Regions from separate parts of the Rattus norvegicus genome. Here region 2 is linked to region 1. Evidence: chromatin contacts called from public Hi-C data. All regions are on one chromosome and are shown on one strand. Each heading gives the region's core, a stretch centred on a gene start, on an enhancer-like site or on the middle of the called end of the contact. The rest is flanking DNA. Distances are from core to core; before and after follow the strand shown. Region 1 overlaps Cadm2 (cell adhesion molecule 2). Region 2 overlaps Cadm2 (cell adhesion molecule 2).

Region 1 (3,621 bases), core at 1-2,500:
CTAGGTTGGTTGATTCTGCTGGTCTTCCTGTGGAATTCCTATCCTCTTCAGTGCCCACTATCCTTTCACTATTCTTCCATAAGAGTCCCTAAGCTCTATCTACTCTTAGGCTATGGGTATCTGTGTCTGTTTGCATCACCTTCTGGGTAGAGCCTCTCTGAAGGCAGCCATGCTATACCATGCAAGCTTAACAGAATATCACTAACAGTGTTTTTCAAAAAGAGAAGAGTTCTACTGAGGGGCAGGTAAAGGAATAAACATTTCTGGCTACTTTAGTAGTCTTGCTTTCTTCTTAGTATTTTATCCTAACAGATTCATCTAAGAATCTATGTACTTTCTTATTTGATTTAATCTGCCTGCTTATCCAAATGCTGAATTCATATTTTTACCTGGCACATTCCTTCCCCAATAAGAAGTGGCACAATACTCCAAACAGCTGTGACAAATCCGTCTAAGGAGTGAATAGATTAATAAATGTTCAATTAAAATGTCTTTCAGGATATTAACTGTACAAATTTCAAAGCTGTGAATAAACACTACTGAATAGTGTTAAATACAGACCTGGGATGATTTAAAAAGAATGGAGACTCTAAAATGTATTTTTTTTATACTGGATACTTTGCCTGAAATTTTCTTGTATTTGTATCAGAACATAGTATGATGTCATCATCAATTGAAGAATGACAATAGAACTGATGGTCCTCCTAAGTAGATAGTAAGTTCATATAAACAACCGTAAGAATTTTTAAAAATCAGAGAAAAAATATCAACACGAGAGTCTAGCTAAGACATGTATGGAATCCAATGTGTCCAAGAAAACACATTATACATTATTAAACAAAATGAAGTCCTGCTGACTGGACTTTAAATTATCTTAGAAAAGGCAGCTAGTCCTATATTACATTGAGCTATGTGTCTATTAAGAGATAAAATTGACAGGTAATTATTCTCTCCACTGACGATTTCATGATTAGAAGTATTTTAATTGCTGCTCTCAACTGCATTAAACGTGTGCTTCCATAGCATCTCAATCCCAAAGCCGTCATTAGGAGATGTGTTTAGTAAGCATGGGAGATGTGTAAGTCAACTAGGGAAACTTGTCATGAGATGGAATCAGTTGTTGATGGCTTTAAAAGGTGATTTATTATATAGAGCTCTTGACTACCTGAAGTGCCAGACATAAAACTGAATATTTTCTGTGTAATTACACTGAATAATTATTAGTGACAGACTTATTCAGCGACACTTAGACCAGCCTTCCGGGTGATGTGGCAGCAGAAGTGGTGGAGGTTGTCCACAGTCTGAAGGAACCTGATGACACAGTCTTAGAATCTGAACATTAACTCATGTTCTCCAAGCACAGTTTTCTTTCTTCTTCCTTTATAATTTTTGTAGAGCAAATTTCTCTCCCTCGCAAATTACAGACCTCTCTTGCTTCTCTGGAAAATTGTCCCTATTTTCCTCTCTTGGGTATTTCACAACAGCCTCACAATGAAGTAATTTGAGCATTTACAAACTTGATACAATGCCTCATTCCTCACATCCAAGTCATTTAAATTCTTTCCTCAGCGCCTGCTTCTCCCAGATTGTGTCCAAGTTTAGCAGTGGAGACCCGAAGTTCAGTGATCAGCTGAACTTTTGACTCACATAAATGACTTTCAATAAATTTAATTAAATTTATATTAGCAGATTAGACCTGGGCAGAAAGATTTCCGTTTCTGTTATTAGAGAATATTTCAAGTCTAAAGATGGAAACCATTTTTACCTCTAACTGGAGCATGTTTTGTCTTAATTAGAGCCCAACTATTTACTTTTAGGGCTTCCAGATTCTCAGTGATGAAAACAAGGTTTGGGTTTGAATTTTTAATCCTCCAAAAAAAAAAAAAAGAAAAAAAAGAAAGAAAGAAAAAAAACCAAAAATCAAAAACCAAACCAAACCAAACCAAACCAAACCAAAATGAGTGCAGTGTGTGTTCTTGTGCCTGCACGCCCACCGCTTTTCTGTCTACGGTGTGTTAATCCTCATATATTGAAAAGCATCTCCTTTCAGGCAGTGAAATGTAGATTGCCAAAAAGTTTGAATTTCTCATTCCCTTCACACCCCAGCTTGCTGAGTTTAGAGCTGTCCCTGGTATCTGTGTCATGGTTGTTTAAATGGATTTTTTTGTCTGGTGACACGATGTAGCATTGTTATGTGATAATCATTCAAGTCCATTCTAGTTTACCTCAAAAATATTTCCTGTATGTTTATAATGTTGCTTGATAAAGTAGACTTTCTCCAAAAGTGTAAAATGTAAATAATACACTCTTAGCTTCATTTCTGTAGTTTGGTGACCACAAATAATTGAAAGGATACACACACACACACACACACACACACACACACACACACACACACACACTCACACACACACACATAGAGGACAGGGGAGAGAACTGATATTTAACTGAAATAAAATATGATCTTTCTTTCAGTCAGTTTGTTTCTAAAACAGTAGGAATATTCATTTGAGTTAGCTCATAATTTTAAAAAAGACTGGAAAATTTTCAGTTTTAATTTTTTAATCTCTATGGTTACCTTCATTATATGTTACCAGTTTACAATTAACAAAATTAATTATGTAAGTATACTTAAAACTTTTGTTATTTTGTTATGTTGCATCAATATTTTCTGATAATTCCTCCTAAACAATGACACTAACCAAGAACATTCACCGACTGGAAGTTGTAAATGAAGTGTATCAAAGGCATTCACATGTATTTTGCTCTTGTGGTCACTGTGTTTATGTATTTTTAGAAATAACATTATATGCTAACATTATATATTAGTAGGGAGGGGTTTGTGTGTTAAAAATAAAAGCAGTGAAGAAAAATGGTAACTGACTTGTACATTATCTAACATCTTTCTTCAACTGTTGTCAGCTCTGCACAACAACATAAAAACATAAACGAACAAACAAAAACAATAGACTAAAAACCAACACTGTTTCTAACTGCTTGAAGGGATGGACATCTAACTCATGCCATAGTGGAAACACTACTTCTCAAGTGTGTCTGGGCAACACTAATGACCTAGGCTGCCTGTCAAAATGCACTGTACAGGGAATTGAATAGTTCTCCTCTTTTCACTGAAGATAGAAAACCAGTCTCATGCATGACACTGTGAATATCGGGGTGCAGAAGATCACAGAGTAGTGGAAGCTGTGCTAATGTGTCAAGGACGCCACAGATATTTGAGGTCAAGTAGCTTCAGGAACACTTCTCTCTATATATATACATAGATAGATAGATAGATAGATAGATAGATAGATAGATAGATAGATAGATAGATAGAGATAGAGATATAGATAGATATATTGAGAAGAAATTCTGTATCTGTTTGCTTACCTTAAGTATACTTAGGGACTATATGTTCAATTTAAAGGTAAATAATATATTTATTATATAATAATACAAAAATAAAAAGGCATCATATTTAAACATTGCATGCAAGCAGTATCATGAGAAAACACTTGAAATATTCCAAAACCTGAGTGCTATTATGAATAAGAAATGGTCTCTACACTTCAAAATTTTTGATATACTTTAAAATAGGACCTGTAATTCGCCTATATTCAGATA
Region 2 (3,548 bases), core at 913-3,412, 130 kb before region 1:
TATTTTCAGCACACCATGAGATCCTATCGGATAACAGTCAGAAAGGCAATTCTACTTGCATCCTATTTGCTACAGAACAAAAACATTTGACATATTGTACATATTGATCTTTATCCAAGAAGTGAGGCCACAAGCTCCTCTTCATGTGCTTGCTAGGTTTTCTTAAGGAGATATAAAATTACTTTCCTCTTAGAAAAGGTATTCTTTTTAAACATTTTGCGAGTAAATACTCTTCTTAATTAGTCATGAATTAAATAAAGTGGAAGTAAGTGAAGAACTTATTGAGACTGGAAAATAACCCTCACTTACCTAGTCAATGTATACTCATACTAGTTCAAACTGAAAATACACCATTATGTTTAGGAATAAAGGTCAACCTTGTTAGGTTTTAAATTAATTAAAATCTGTAATAATGTAGTTTATGAAGAAAAGATGAGTTAACTTCCTTCTTAGTATTTATTCTCTTCTTCTCTTTTAATGAATATGTTTTCTTCACCAGTGATAAGATGGAATTCTTCTGCTGAAAACAGCAATTGGAAAATTTCAATGCGGTTGAAGATTTATTCTGAATCTTTCATACTTTTGAGAGTAAACCACTAAAACCTGTTACTGCCTGACTAGATGAAAGAAGTTATCAGATCTTTCCTAGATAGAGTTGATAATTCATTATTCACAGTATACTTTAGAGGAATGAAGTAAATATTAAGACAGTCCTTATTCACCATTGGGATAACTCTTTGTGAGTGAGCAAATAAATTCCACTTAAATATTTAAATATTTAATATTTATTTCCCACCCATTTCAATACTTCAGAGGAAGACTGTGTCTAGTTATAGTTGGGAAATTTACAAAATAAAAATAAACATTCTTTTCCTTTTAGGAATACAAAAAAAAAGTGTGATCAAGCAGTGCCAATGATTTGGGGTTATAGGGAAATAAAAGGCCCTTTAGAGGCTAAATTGAGTCCCTAATGATGATTTTATACACACACACACACACACACACACACACACACACACACACATCAGTTGCATTGCTTATCCTTGGGAAGAGAATGGAGAAACACCATTCCTGACAAAGATATGCTATGAAGCACATGGTGCTTTATTGAATCTATGTAATTTATAAAAAAAACAATTAATTTCTTCTTGCAAATGCAATATTTTTGGCATCTGGGATAAACTTGTCTGAGCTTTAAAATGCAGGTGCCTTAATAGTACTTATTTAAACATCAAAGCCTGGAACATTCAGTGTGTCATATATACTTGTACTTTCTTCCTAAATTTATCTTTTATTTCAGCTGGTCACTTATTCCTCTTCCTGTAAGAAATGTTCACGATGCCTCTCCTTGATGTTCAGTTTTATACCTAACATATCCTGTTTTCCAAACTACATATATAAGCTGATGCTGAAATGAATAATCATAAATTATAAATCAGAATATATACATTAAATAAGTAATATGTATTATAGATATGTGAATATCTATATACATGTATTTATATGTGCATCTTTAAAACCAAATTAAAATGTGCACAAGCTTTAAGTGCCACTCCTTTGCTATAGCTTTCTATTTTATTTGTTGAAGTTTGAATGGTAACCCAGGTTGCTTTGTGCTCTCCAGGAATATAATAACCCCTTTTCATTACCACCCTACCAACCTGGAATAATGTACATTAAAAGAAATGAATGAAGGACGGTGAATCGTTAGAGAAGAGATATTTTGTAAAATGATGGTTTCTGAAGACATACCAGCAATTGAGTTTCTCAACTACCAAAGGGCCGATCTCAATGTTTTGCAGTTAACATTGCATTTTTAAAAAGAGTTCCACCACTTTGGTCTCATAATATAAGTGGGGGGAGAAAAAAGAGGAGGAAAGGAATGTGAGTCAGCCAGCCAAAACTACACAGCAATGCCTGGCAAAGCTGAGTAAATTAGCATATGCTAGGCGAGTATTTCCCTCTGTTGTTACATAATCCCTTTCTAATAGGAAATCAGTTCTCATACTTAACCCTTTTGGAAAGATGAGAATTCTCTCATTGTTATGTTTTTGGCTTTGCTTAGATTATTTTCTCACAAATTGCGTAAATCATCCAGTGAAGGGCTTTTATATCAACCTACCCCCCTTTTCATCCAGTCTCCTGTACACAAATGTTCCGTTCTGTGTTCAACTTCAGAATTCAAGGAGCAACGTTTCTATAGCCTTCTCTGAGAGGATCTAATTAGCATCTGAGTCTCCCTTTACTCATGTGCAGGCTTCTTTAGAAAATACATTAGTTCTATGAGGTTTCCCTGAGGATTCATAATACTCTAGTTTGTTACATGTACTCTGATATTCAGTGTGCCTTAATTATGCACGTGGCCTCATTTCAAAGCCTTCTCGGGGATCATATGGGATAGAACAGGGGTCTAGCTGTAAGTTCACTGTCACTTATTAATGTGTAGGTGGTATTCAGAGGAGGATGTTTCTGGAGGCAATTATATATCTATGGAACCAATATAGCAAGCAGTTACATTCTGCTTTTGGTAGTGCCTCTGCCAAGGCAGAATTAAATTTACCACTGTGATACATACTATAGTATCTATTGTTCCCAAGTAGTTCTTTGCTCTAGGAATGAAAGAAAATAATAATAGAAATGTGCATTGTTTAATCGGAATAAGGGACTGTTCATTTTACTCTCCCTCCTGACAAGGGGACTCAAAAATGGTTCCTATGTCAATAATCTGCTCCCTAACTAGCCCATTAACACGTTTTGCTGTGGTGGGGTCCTGATGTTTTGCTGGTTGTCGTGTGAGGCTATAGATTTTTAGATAGCATTAATTGCCTGCAATCTTTATGGACTGTCAAATGTCAGTGCAATGCCAAAATTGAGACATGATATTTTCTGGTTTTTATTTGCATGCAAGTGAAACACCCTGTGCATTTAATGAGAGAAGAGAGGGTTTTAAAATATTCTTTTTTTCTAAATCTCGTTAAAGAGAACTTGACTGTGGATGGAACGTTAGAATTAGCTTGCTTTAATGCATGCTATCATTCATAGAAACAGATTGCTTGTTTCACCTGATATTCAGAGTGCTTTAATATAAATTGTATTATTTTATGTACATGCATCCCTGTGCTTTATATATGTCATGAGAGATATTGGATTAATCTATAAATATGGTTTTTTAAAATTTATACTTAGACAACAAAAAACCTTTTCTAAACTGACCTATTAACTATTTAAGTGAAAAACTGTTTCCCTGTTTTTATACTTGCATAATTGGAGCCATTTACAGATTAAAAACAATTGGCACAGCCCTTTTCCTATAGGGCTTGTCTGACGAGTTTGCTTTAATAGACAAAAGAATGCCGTTTGCCCTTTATTGATTATTATGAGCATTTCTGTCTTTCTAGTTCTTGAAAGATCCAAACCTTTTATTTTGTTCAGCATATGACCTATATAACCCTTTCACATGTTTTTAAAAGAGAATTTAGAAGGTTATGTACTTAGGTCTCCTCTAGGACCCGTAAACCTCCAGAGTGCAAGACAGACACTATAGTTTT

What was found. Hi-C and Micro-C count contacts between places; a contact is called where the count stands out from the background.
Region 2: a contact with region 1 is called in a Hi-C map of frontal cortex, with 1.7 times the contacts expected there. The contact joins two enhancer-like sites.

Annotation. Positions count from the first base shown.
Region 1 is chr11:18,828,015-18,831,635 of GRCr8, reverse strand. The region is part of intron 1 of Cadm2 (cell adhesion molecule 2); the gene reads left to right. It also overlaps the pseudogene Eif4e-ps7. Among named protein-coding and RNA genes, the nearest start is that of Cadm2, 140 kb to the left of the region's middle. Within about 2 kb of position 1,250, at least 11 of the 93 cell types and tissues checked have an H3K27ac peak or open chromatin away from gene starts, as enhancers often do.
Region 2 is chr11:18,961,130-18,964,677 of GRCr8, reverse strand. The region is part of intron 1 of Cadm2 (cell adhesion molecule 2); the gene reads left to right. Among named protein-coding and RNA genes, the nearest start is that of Cadm2, 9.0 kb to the left of the region's middle. Within about 2 kb of position 2,162, at least 30 of the 93 cell types and tissues checked have an H3K27ac peak or open chromatin away from gene starts, as enhancers often do.